2 separate regions of the Hordeum vulgare genome follow, and region 1 is linked to region 2. A link is a contact called in public Hi-C data. All regions are on one chromosome and are shown on one strand. Each heading gives the region's core, a stretch centred on a gene start, on an enhancer-like site or on the middle of the called end of the contact. The rest is flanking DNA. Distances are from core to core; before and after follow the strand shown.

Evidence for each region. A called contact is a pair of places that touch in the nucleus more often than the background predicts.
Region 1: a contact with region 2 is called in a Hi-C map of leaf, with 3 times the contacts expected there. The contact joins two enhancer-like sites. A contact is called at or near these places in 3 of 6 Hi-C or Micro-C datasets (leaf and seedling).

The regions. Positions count from the first base shown.
Region 1 is chr2H:554,530,358-554,534,770 of MorexV3_pseudomolecules_assembly, reverse strand. No RefSeq gene overlaps it. Among protein-coding and RNA genes, the nearest start is that of LOC123430503, 4.9 kb to the right of the region's middle. Within about 2 kb of position 2,275, at least 3 of the 3 cell types and tissues checked have open chromatin away from gene starts, as enhancers often do. A contact at or near this core is called in leaf, where this site is marked.
Region 2 is chr2H:554,476,045-554,480,710 of MorexV3_pseudomolecules_assembly, reverse strand. No RefSeq gene overlaps it. Among protein-coding and RNA genes, the nearest start is that of LOC123430502, 8.5 kb to the right of the region's middle. Within about 2 kb of position 1,935, at least 1 of the 3 cell types and tissues checked has open chromatin away from gene starts, as enhancers often do. A contact at or near this core is called in leaf, where this site is marked.

The sequences.
Region 1 (4,413 bases), core at 1,026-3,525, 54 kb before region 2:
CGTCCGTCTCCGTCGTTGCCAGTGATTGACGGTACACCCAAACGACCGATGGTCTTCGTCGGGCTCCGCCAACAACGCGCAGCGGCGGCGCACTGACAACTCTATCACGTCCCTCCCCCTGCCTGTTGTGCAGGCCGGCGGCGCGGGCATTAGCACCCAATGCTACCCGCGTGGAGCAACGGCCCACAGGGAAAGGGGACAACGCAGTGACGAAGCAGAGTGTGCTGCCCTAACGGAGTTGTGAGTGGGCCGGGAGGGGCTAGCTCCGGCGTCCATACTGCACCGACGCAAAAGCGGTGACCAGTGGCGTACCTAGGGGGTGTGTCGGGTGTGCCATGGTACACCCAGAATTTTAAGAGACATTATTTTACTATGTAAAAATTTGTTAATTTTAAAGGACTATCCAAACCAATTAAAATAGACCTCACATTTTAAGGTGTGCACATCCATCATTTCATTTCTGGGTCCACCATTGGCGATGACGGTGCATATCCGAAGCCGCCCCAGTGACCACCGTGGACCGCTCCAAGGTAATGCGGATAGCAAGCTTCCCGTTTTAGTTGAGGTTGAACTTGGAGTGGCCCCCGGAGCTTGACATCTCGTCCCAATTTGATTGAAATCGAAGTGGAAAGAGGAGGGGATGTAGCGAAAGAGGAAGGTGAGAGTGAGCTAGTTCGGGCCTGTTAGGTCTGATGTGACGGATGCGCTTAGACATGCACGCGCGTCATATAACCGCGAGTCGATCTTATTGTCTTTGTAGTACATCATTGTATTTACTGCTCTATCTGTACGTAGAGTAATTCAAAACATATACTAACTAACCGTTGCGGACCGTAAGACACACAGCATGACACTCTGACAAAAAACTAACAAATGTCAAGCCGATATTAATTAACATGGTACATGAGCAGCCGTCATCGAGCACCAGGAACCCCCCCTCAATCGGAAAAAATCCATTTTAAACCCTGAATTTATAGAGGTTCGGCGAAATGAACCTTCAATTCAAAATCCTTGTCGATTGCACCCTAAACTATGCAATCCTAATCTAAAAAAAACCCTGGGTTCGTTTGACAAATCGGAATTGTTCATTTGACCGGGATTGGGCTGCGCTGCGAGGGACACGCGCGAAAATGACTGGGCCAGCCCAGTCAAGCCCATCTCGCTCTCGGACTTCACAATATTTACGGAAATAAGAAAAGTGAGAAACAAATTCACGAATTTCGAAGAGATAATCATGGATTTAGAAATGGCACGTACTATTTTGAAATGACACGTACTATTTTTATAATATTTAAATATATTTTAAAATGGCACGTATTATTTTTATAATATTTAAATGTCACATACTATTTTTATAATATTTAAATATATTTTAATATGCCACGTACTATTTTTATAATATTTAAATATATTTTAAAATTCCACAAACCGTTTTTATAATATTTAAATATATTTTAAGATGCCACGTACTATTTTTATAATATTTAAATAAATTTTAAAATGCAACGTAGTATTTTTATAATATTTAAATATATTTTAAAATGCCACGTACTATTTTTATAATATTTAAATAAATTTTGAAATGCCATATAGTATTTTTATAATATTTAAATACATTTTAAAATACCACGTACTATTTTAAAATAGTCCACCATCGTTGTTTTTACCATCAGAAGTCCACCAGGGCTACACCTTCGTTGTTTTCAGTGCATACCTTTTTTGTTCTTTTCACTCTTCTTTCCTTTTCCTTTTTCTTTCTTTTCATAGTATGGCTCCTCCAGTCACACCCAGGAGCTCTATCCCTGTGTTCTCTGCTCCAGGTGGACGCACACGGCAGCTCGTGATTTTCCATCACCCGATTTGCTTCCGTTTTCGTGATTTACATCCACCTCCGTCCCCCCCTTCGTCGCCGTTAGAGATGATGAAATTATGGAGGCCGAGGCGCCATGACTTACCTGTGGTCGTAGATGTAGCAGAGAACCTCGGCGCCGCGCACAACCAACGGCCCCCATCCTTCTCCTCTTCTCCCATCACGCGCACGAGTCGCTCTACGCCTGATCGACTTGTTGGTGCCCTCCTCCCTCCGTTGTGGTGCTGGCTTCACCGGTCTGCGTCGCCGTCGTTCGTCGTTGTCATCAGGTTCTCGTCGGCGACGCTCGCACTGAATCCCTAAGATTTTCTCTCCCTGTCACCGTGCGGAACGAGATCTACAAGGGGAACGGCGAGGCCGGGAAACGAGACAAACCCATCTTCTCTCCCTCCCACTGTCCCACTTGATCGGTTTCGCTCCCCCACACGTGTCTCAGTATCGTGATGTCACGTCAGATGGACAGCTAGAGTGCGGCCGCTCCAGCGCGCTTGATAGCGCGTGCGCGCCCCCCCCCCCCAACATTTAGGTTTATATATATACTAGTTGAATGACCGTGTGTTGCAACAGGTTAACAAAAGATATATAAACACATTGATCAAATGATGATGCTGATTTGGAATTTTATGTGAAATATGATGGCATGTAGTTTCAATTCATGTAGTAACACTGACTATTTCTTTCGTTTCTTCCCTCTTCAACAACCAATGTGAATATTTTTTTGAACTTGAAAAATCATGGAAGAAAAAGCTAAATTCTTAGAGGCCGTGCGTCAACAATATGTGTATCCACGTGTTGTGTCTCCTTAAGCACCCTCTTCATGAAAGAAGAAAAAACCCTTTTCATGAAAGAAGACATAGAAACAACTTTCTACTTGCGTCCCCCAAGAAAAAACCATGTACATTCATTCTGTTTATCAGCCTTGCTCATTGGAAGAAGACAGAATGTCATCTTTTTCCCTAACTTGATACCAATGAACAGAGCGAAGTTGATGAAAACTTCAGTAGAAAAGCATATATAACATGGAATGAGAGCACGAGGAATCTGCATATGATGTGACTATTCAAGATTCATTTTCTGATATATTGAGTTAGATGCATCAAATCAAGTCTTCTTGACATCATTTAAATGCACATCACAAGTACCGACCTCTTACTGCCACCAGTATGGCAAGAAGCATGGCATGCTACCCTGGAAAAAAATCACCAGCAAAATGCAGCACGCTGGCTTCCGATCCTTTATCAAAATACCACATTGTACTCGAGAATAGTGCACATCATTGCAGAGTAACCCGCAAAAAGGAAACTTCAGACCCAAGAATGCAACATCTTTCTTCTCTCGACCAGCTGCACGCACATAAAACAACAATTATAATGGAAGGCTAAGGTGGGAATCTATCTGGTTGTGTCTCGAGGAGGAAGGCGCGTGGTCCGGCGCCTCGCTATGGAGGAGGACGGAGCCAGCGAGATCCATCAGTTTGTGTCGCGTGAAGGAAGGAGGCGCAACGCCTTGTGTCGCCACGACGGGAGGCATGGTGAGGTGGTTGGGAACGGAAGGGAGGTTGGGTTATGGGAAGGGCTGCCGACGAGATGATGGCGCTCGTGTAGCGCGGGGCAACGTGAGGAGAGTGGGGTGTGGGGTGGAGGTTTTCGCACGAGGTAGACTCGAATATGGGTGAAGGGATCAGTGAGGTTAGAGCGTGGGAGATGCGTTCACGGGTGAGACTCCTATTGTGTTTTCCTTTTTTTTATAATTCTTTTTTTCTGCAAGCGATTAAGGGGGTGAGAGGATGGTCGAACCATCACAACTATGACATATTTTTCTTTAATAGTAGAGATATGGATTTTGAGTTTGCTAACCACATCATTTCCCTCTTCACTCTAACTCCCAATCTCTAACCAATGACTTTTAATCTCCCTGCACCTAAACTCCCATCCCCCACCTTCAAACCAAATGGGCCCTTATCCATCTTATGCCATGCATGCCGGAAATAGAAGACTGGCAATATGGAATGGAGGGGATAGTAACAGAATACAAACCATGAAATTTAACAAAAAACATTAAGTCTTCACTCTAACTCCCAATCTCTAACCAATGACTTTTAATCTCCTCGCCCCTAAACTCCCATCCCCCACCTTCAAACCAAATGGGCCCTTATCCATCCTATGCCATGCATGCCGGAAATAGAAGGCTCGCAATATGGAATGGAGGGGATAGTAACAGAGTACAAATCATGAAATTTAACAAAAACATTAAGTCTGACATAGTATGGACATAAAGATACACATACACATACACCACCAAGGCACATTACCTCCAGTAATTCATCCCGATAAAAACACAGATCAAATAGGCAAGGCAAGAAACAGAACTATCCTCCATAATCTTGAAAAGATGCTCAGTGCTACGGTGGTTGTAGTATGTAAAGAAAAGATCAAACACGAAAAGGTATCATCACCCTGGAGATGTCATCGCATATCAAAATTCAACACCAGTCTCAGCTCTCAGTCGATGGTTACACTAACTGATTAGATGACGTAGATGTT
Region 2 (4,666 bases), core at 686-3,185:
TAAAATTTTGAACAATCTTTGTTGAATGTGAATATACTTTATAGTTCCAAACATTTTTTTGAAGAACAAATTTGGTATTCCGAACAAACTCTTTTTGAACAAAACTTAAAAAACATGAACAATTTCTGAGAATCCTTGAATTTTTTTAAATGTGGACACTTTTGAAATTCCATTTTTTTAAATTACGAATACATTGCGTGTATTATTATTTTAATCATAAAGTTTCAATAAAAAAGTGTTTTAACATTTACAAAATGTTCATGCATTTCAAAATAAAATCTGTCATGTTTTTAATAAATGTAGTATAGAATAAAGAAAAGTTTGCTAACATGCAAAGAAATATTTGTGAAAATTTTCTAAAAAAAACTTCCTGCATTTAAAAAAAAATCATGACATTATCTAAAAAAAATGTTATGCAATGTACAAAAAAATGTTCATAAAATTTGTTAGATTGAAGTTGTGAGTCAAGTGTGGACTTGCTATTGGGACTAAGAAAGCTCGGGCCCCAATTGCAAGTAGAGGGTGGAGTTGCAAGTGGGACAAAAAAGGTTGTCTCTGGTTGTGAATGAGGAGTAGACTTGCAATTGAGACAAAAAAAAGGTCAGCTCATAATTGTGTGTCGAGAGTCTGACTTGCAATTGGAAGAAAAATGTTCGGCCCCAGTTGGGCTCAAGGATGGACTTGCAACTATGACAAAAAAATATCGAGGCCCACTTGCGAGTAGGGGGTGGATTGCAACTAGGACAAAAAAGATCGAGCCCCAGTTGCAAGTCGAGGATGGACTTGCAACTATGACAAAAAATATCGGGGGCTAGTTACGATTCGAGAGTGGGATTGCAGGTGGGACAAACAAAGATTGGGCCCTAGTTACGAGTCGAGGATGGACTTGCAAATGAGAAAAAAGGTCATACCCCGGTTGCGACTCAAGTGTAGACTTGAAACTAGGACAAAAAAAGGTCGGGCCTCAGTTTCGAGTGAAGGGTGGGATTACAACTAGGGCAAAAAAAGGTGAAACCCAATTGCGAGTTGATGGTGGATTTGCAACTGGGACAAAAATGTCAGTCCCTAGTTGCGAGTCAAGTATGAACTTGCAACTTGGACAAAAAGATCGACCCCTAGTTGCGAGTCAAGCATGGACTTATAACTTGCACCAAAAAGGTGGGACCCGAGTTGCCATTCTAATGTGAACTTGCAACTAGGAGAAAATGTTGGCCCTAGTTACAAGTTGAGGGTGCATTTGCAACTACGACAAAAAAAGCTTGGGACTTGGTTGCGAGTCAAGTGTTGACTTGGAACAGCAAAAAAGGTTAGGCCCAATTACGAGTCGGCGGTAAACTTACAACTGGGACAAAAAAAGGTTGGCCTTAGTTCTCAGTCATGGTTGGACAATTAACTAGGACAAAAAAAGTTGGCAGAGTTGTGAATCGATGACAGACTTGCGACTGGATAAGAAAAAGTTAAACTTTAGTTGTGAGTTTGAGGTGGAGTCGCAATTGGGACTCAAAAGACTAGCCGTCAGTTGTGAGCCACGGATGAACTTAAAACTGGGTCCAAAAATAAAATAGAGATAATTAAAATAAAAACGAAACAAAAACCAAACAAAAATTGAAAAGCAAAAAACACAAAAGGGAAAAGGAAACAAATAAATTGAAAATTGAAAAAGAAAATCATCAAAAAAGCAAAGAAAAAAAAACAGTCGCAAACTTCTAGCCAAAAGCTGGAACATGAGAAGCATATAAAAGAGGCTGACACCTACACTTCGCTCTAAAAGGAAGAAAAGCCTATCACGTATCCACAACACTACACATGCATTTTGTTGCAAAAGAAATCGCTGGTAAATGCAACAAACAAAGAGGAAAAATAAAAGATAGCTCACGTAACAAAGAAGCCCATCTCTATGACGAGACAACGCAACAAAGGACAAGCACGAGGAATTACCTATTTAGAGCAAAGGACAGGCGCCTGCAAAACGCACCCCCGTTTAACGCATGGGCCGGCCTAGTTGGCTTCGATTTTCTGTGTTAATAAATATGCTACGCTGCGGGATAGAATACAAGACCTAATGCTTGGCTGAGACCACAGTAACCACTAGGCCATCACGATATATGTGACTAAGTTTTTCCTTTCGTCCATTTAATTCTCTTTTTTCTGTTTCTTCCTGTCCGCTACTTTTTTTGATGTTTTATTTGAGTTTTTGTTTTTTATTTATTTTCTTAAATGCGTGGATTATTTTTCTAAAATTCTTGAAGTTTTTTTCAGTTTAATGATCTTTTTTAACATTTTATGAATTGTTTTCCAAATCGATGAACTTCTTTTCATATTCGATGAACATTTTTTAAAATCGATTATTATTTTTCAAATTCGATGAATTTTTTTAAAATTGATGAACTTTTTTTCCAAATTCGGTGAACTCTTTTCAAATTGGATGAAATTTTTCTAAAATCGATGAACTTTTTTCATTTTTATGATTTTTTTCTTCTTCTTTATTATTAAAGTCAACGGTTGACCAGTCAATTGGTCAACTGCGACAGTACAAAACAGCTGTCGTGCGAGCTAGCGATCGATCAGGCGGGGCGAGTCACATGGGCCGGCCCACTTGCCGTTCCAGCAGGCGCCGGTTGGCTTCCGCGACGCTGAACGCGTGGAATAGGAGCTCCCCAAGCACGAGATCACGTGTGTGCGAATATTAAAGACATGAAAGATTCAATAGTTAAAGATTTAGATGTGAGATAACTATTTCATATTTAAATGTAAAATAGTAAATCTAAAAAATGAACCCTCTAAACTATATGTTCGCAGCCGTGTCACTAATGGACTCCATGAGAAGATACGGAGGAGATGAACCCCTTCCAATCTTGGCCTTGCAGAGAAGCACCTTGTCCCAGCACCCGATTCTGTAACAACACTTGTAAAGTCCTTGGACATCTTTGGTCTCTTTTCAGAAGGCAAACTCCGTCTCCCTATCCGACACTGGATACAAGTACATTTCAGCCACTTATTGTTGTGCTTAAAAAACTCATATGGATGAGGCAAACTCATGGAGACTATGGTTCATCTCTTAACAACATTGTATTCCAAGGTGATGGTGAGGGTGCGATCAAAATATTTCACAATCCTGAACTTCACGCATTGACATCCGTCACCACTTCATTTCAGACCATCTAACCGTGTAAATAAGCATTTTGTTTTTTTCCTCGCTTACGCATAGCTTTGATCTTATATGATTTTGCTATTTGCTGTTGTATTTTGTGTGTGCGTGCGTTGATGTTGGTTGTGTGTATCTTAGCTACGGAGAGGCTGGACGTGTGATCATTGTATTTGTGTACTCTTGATGCTCTAGTTTGAGGCAATAAAATCCATCCTTTATCAAAGCAAAAAACTAGATTTTGATATGCTACATTCAGTGATATACTTGTCATTAGTTGGAAAATGAGACAATACATAGCTATCCAAATGTAGTCCGGCAAGTCTAGCAAAGAGTTGAATCTTTCCAGCTTAGCTAATACTAATATATGCTTTGGTTTTCAGGAAAACATGGACGAGGAAGGCAAGGACAAGCATGCGGAAAATATGCAGATTGAAGGCATGATAACGAAAGACGAGGATGTGAACCCCGAGTCATCAAAGACAATAGAACAACAAGCCATCATGGATGATACAGAAAACATACATATTAATGAGGTCATTATTATATTTTCACATGTCATTATTATTGTTATCCTAGCGGGACAAAACAATATGTAATTTGTGCTATGATATCAAATATACAACTATTTACTCACCTTCATAATATTCTCTCTTTTATATGGACTACATACTGTATAATATTATATTATTGTGTGTTTCAGTTACTAATCAAGGAAGAATCAAGTGGAATAAATGACAAAGATGAAGTAGAGAAAAAGAATAGCACGCATGCCACTGATTGCGAAGTGACACAGGCATGCTTTCTTTTCAAAGTATCCCAAATAGTTCTAATCTAATTATATTATACTCTGCATAGGGATTACTCTTTGTAATGTTGCTCTCAGGAATTAACAAGGAAGGGAACAAGTGAACAAATGCAGCCTACTCAAGACAATGAATTAGCACAAATGTTCGACACCGAAGGGGGGGAAACTATAGGGGACAACTTGGCAGATTCAAATGTACGAGCCGACAAAGATGAAGAGGAGAAAAAGAAGAGCACACAGTCCACTCATTCCGAGGTGGCAAAGTCATCTTTTCTTTTTCAACTATGTCCTAAATAAATAGTTCTAATGCGAAAGTCAACTTTTCTTAGGAATTAACCTTCAAGAAAACAAGTGAACAAATGCATCAAGTTCAGGACGAGGAATTAGAACAGACATGGGGCACCGAAGGGGCATAAACTATAGGGGATAAGCTGGCAGATTCAAATGGAATAGCCGGCAAAGATGAATTGGAGGAAAATAAGAGCACGCAGTCCACTGATTCTGAACTCTCCAAAGGGACAGAGGTATCTTTTCAATTCCAACTATGTCCCAAACTGTTCTAATTCTAATTCTATTATATCTTGCATACAGATGATTCTTTGTAATGTTGCTCTCAGGAATTAACAAACAACTAAACAAGTAAACAAATGGAGGCATATGGGGATGAAGAATTAGAACAAACGTCCGGCAGGGAAGGGGCAGAAATTATAGGG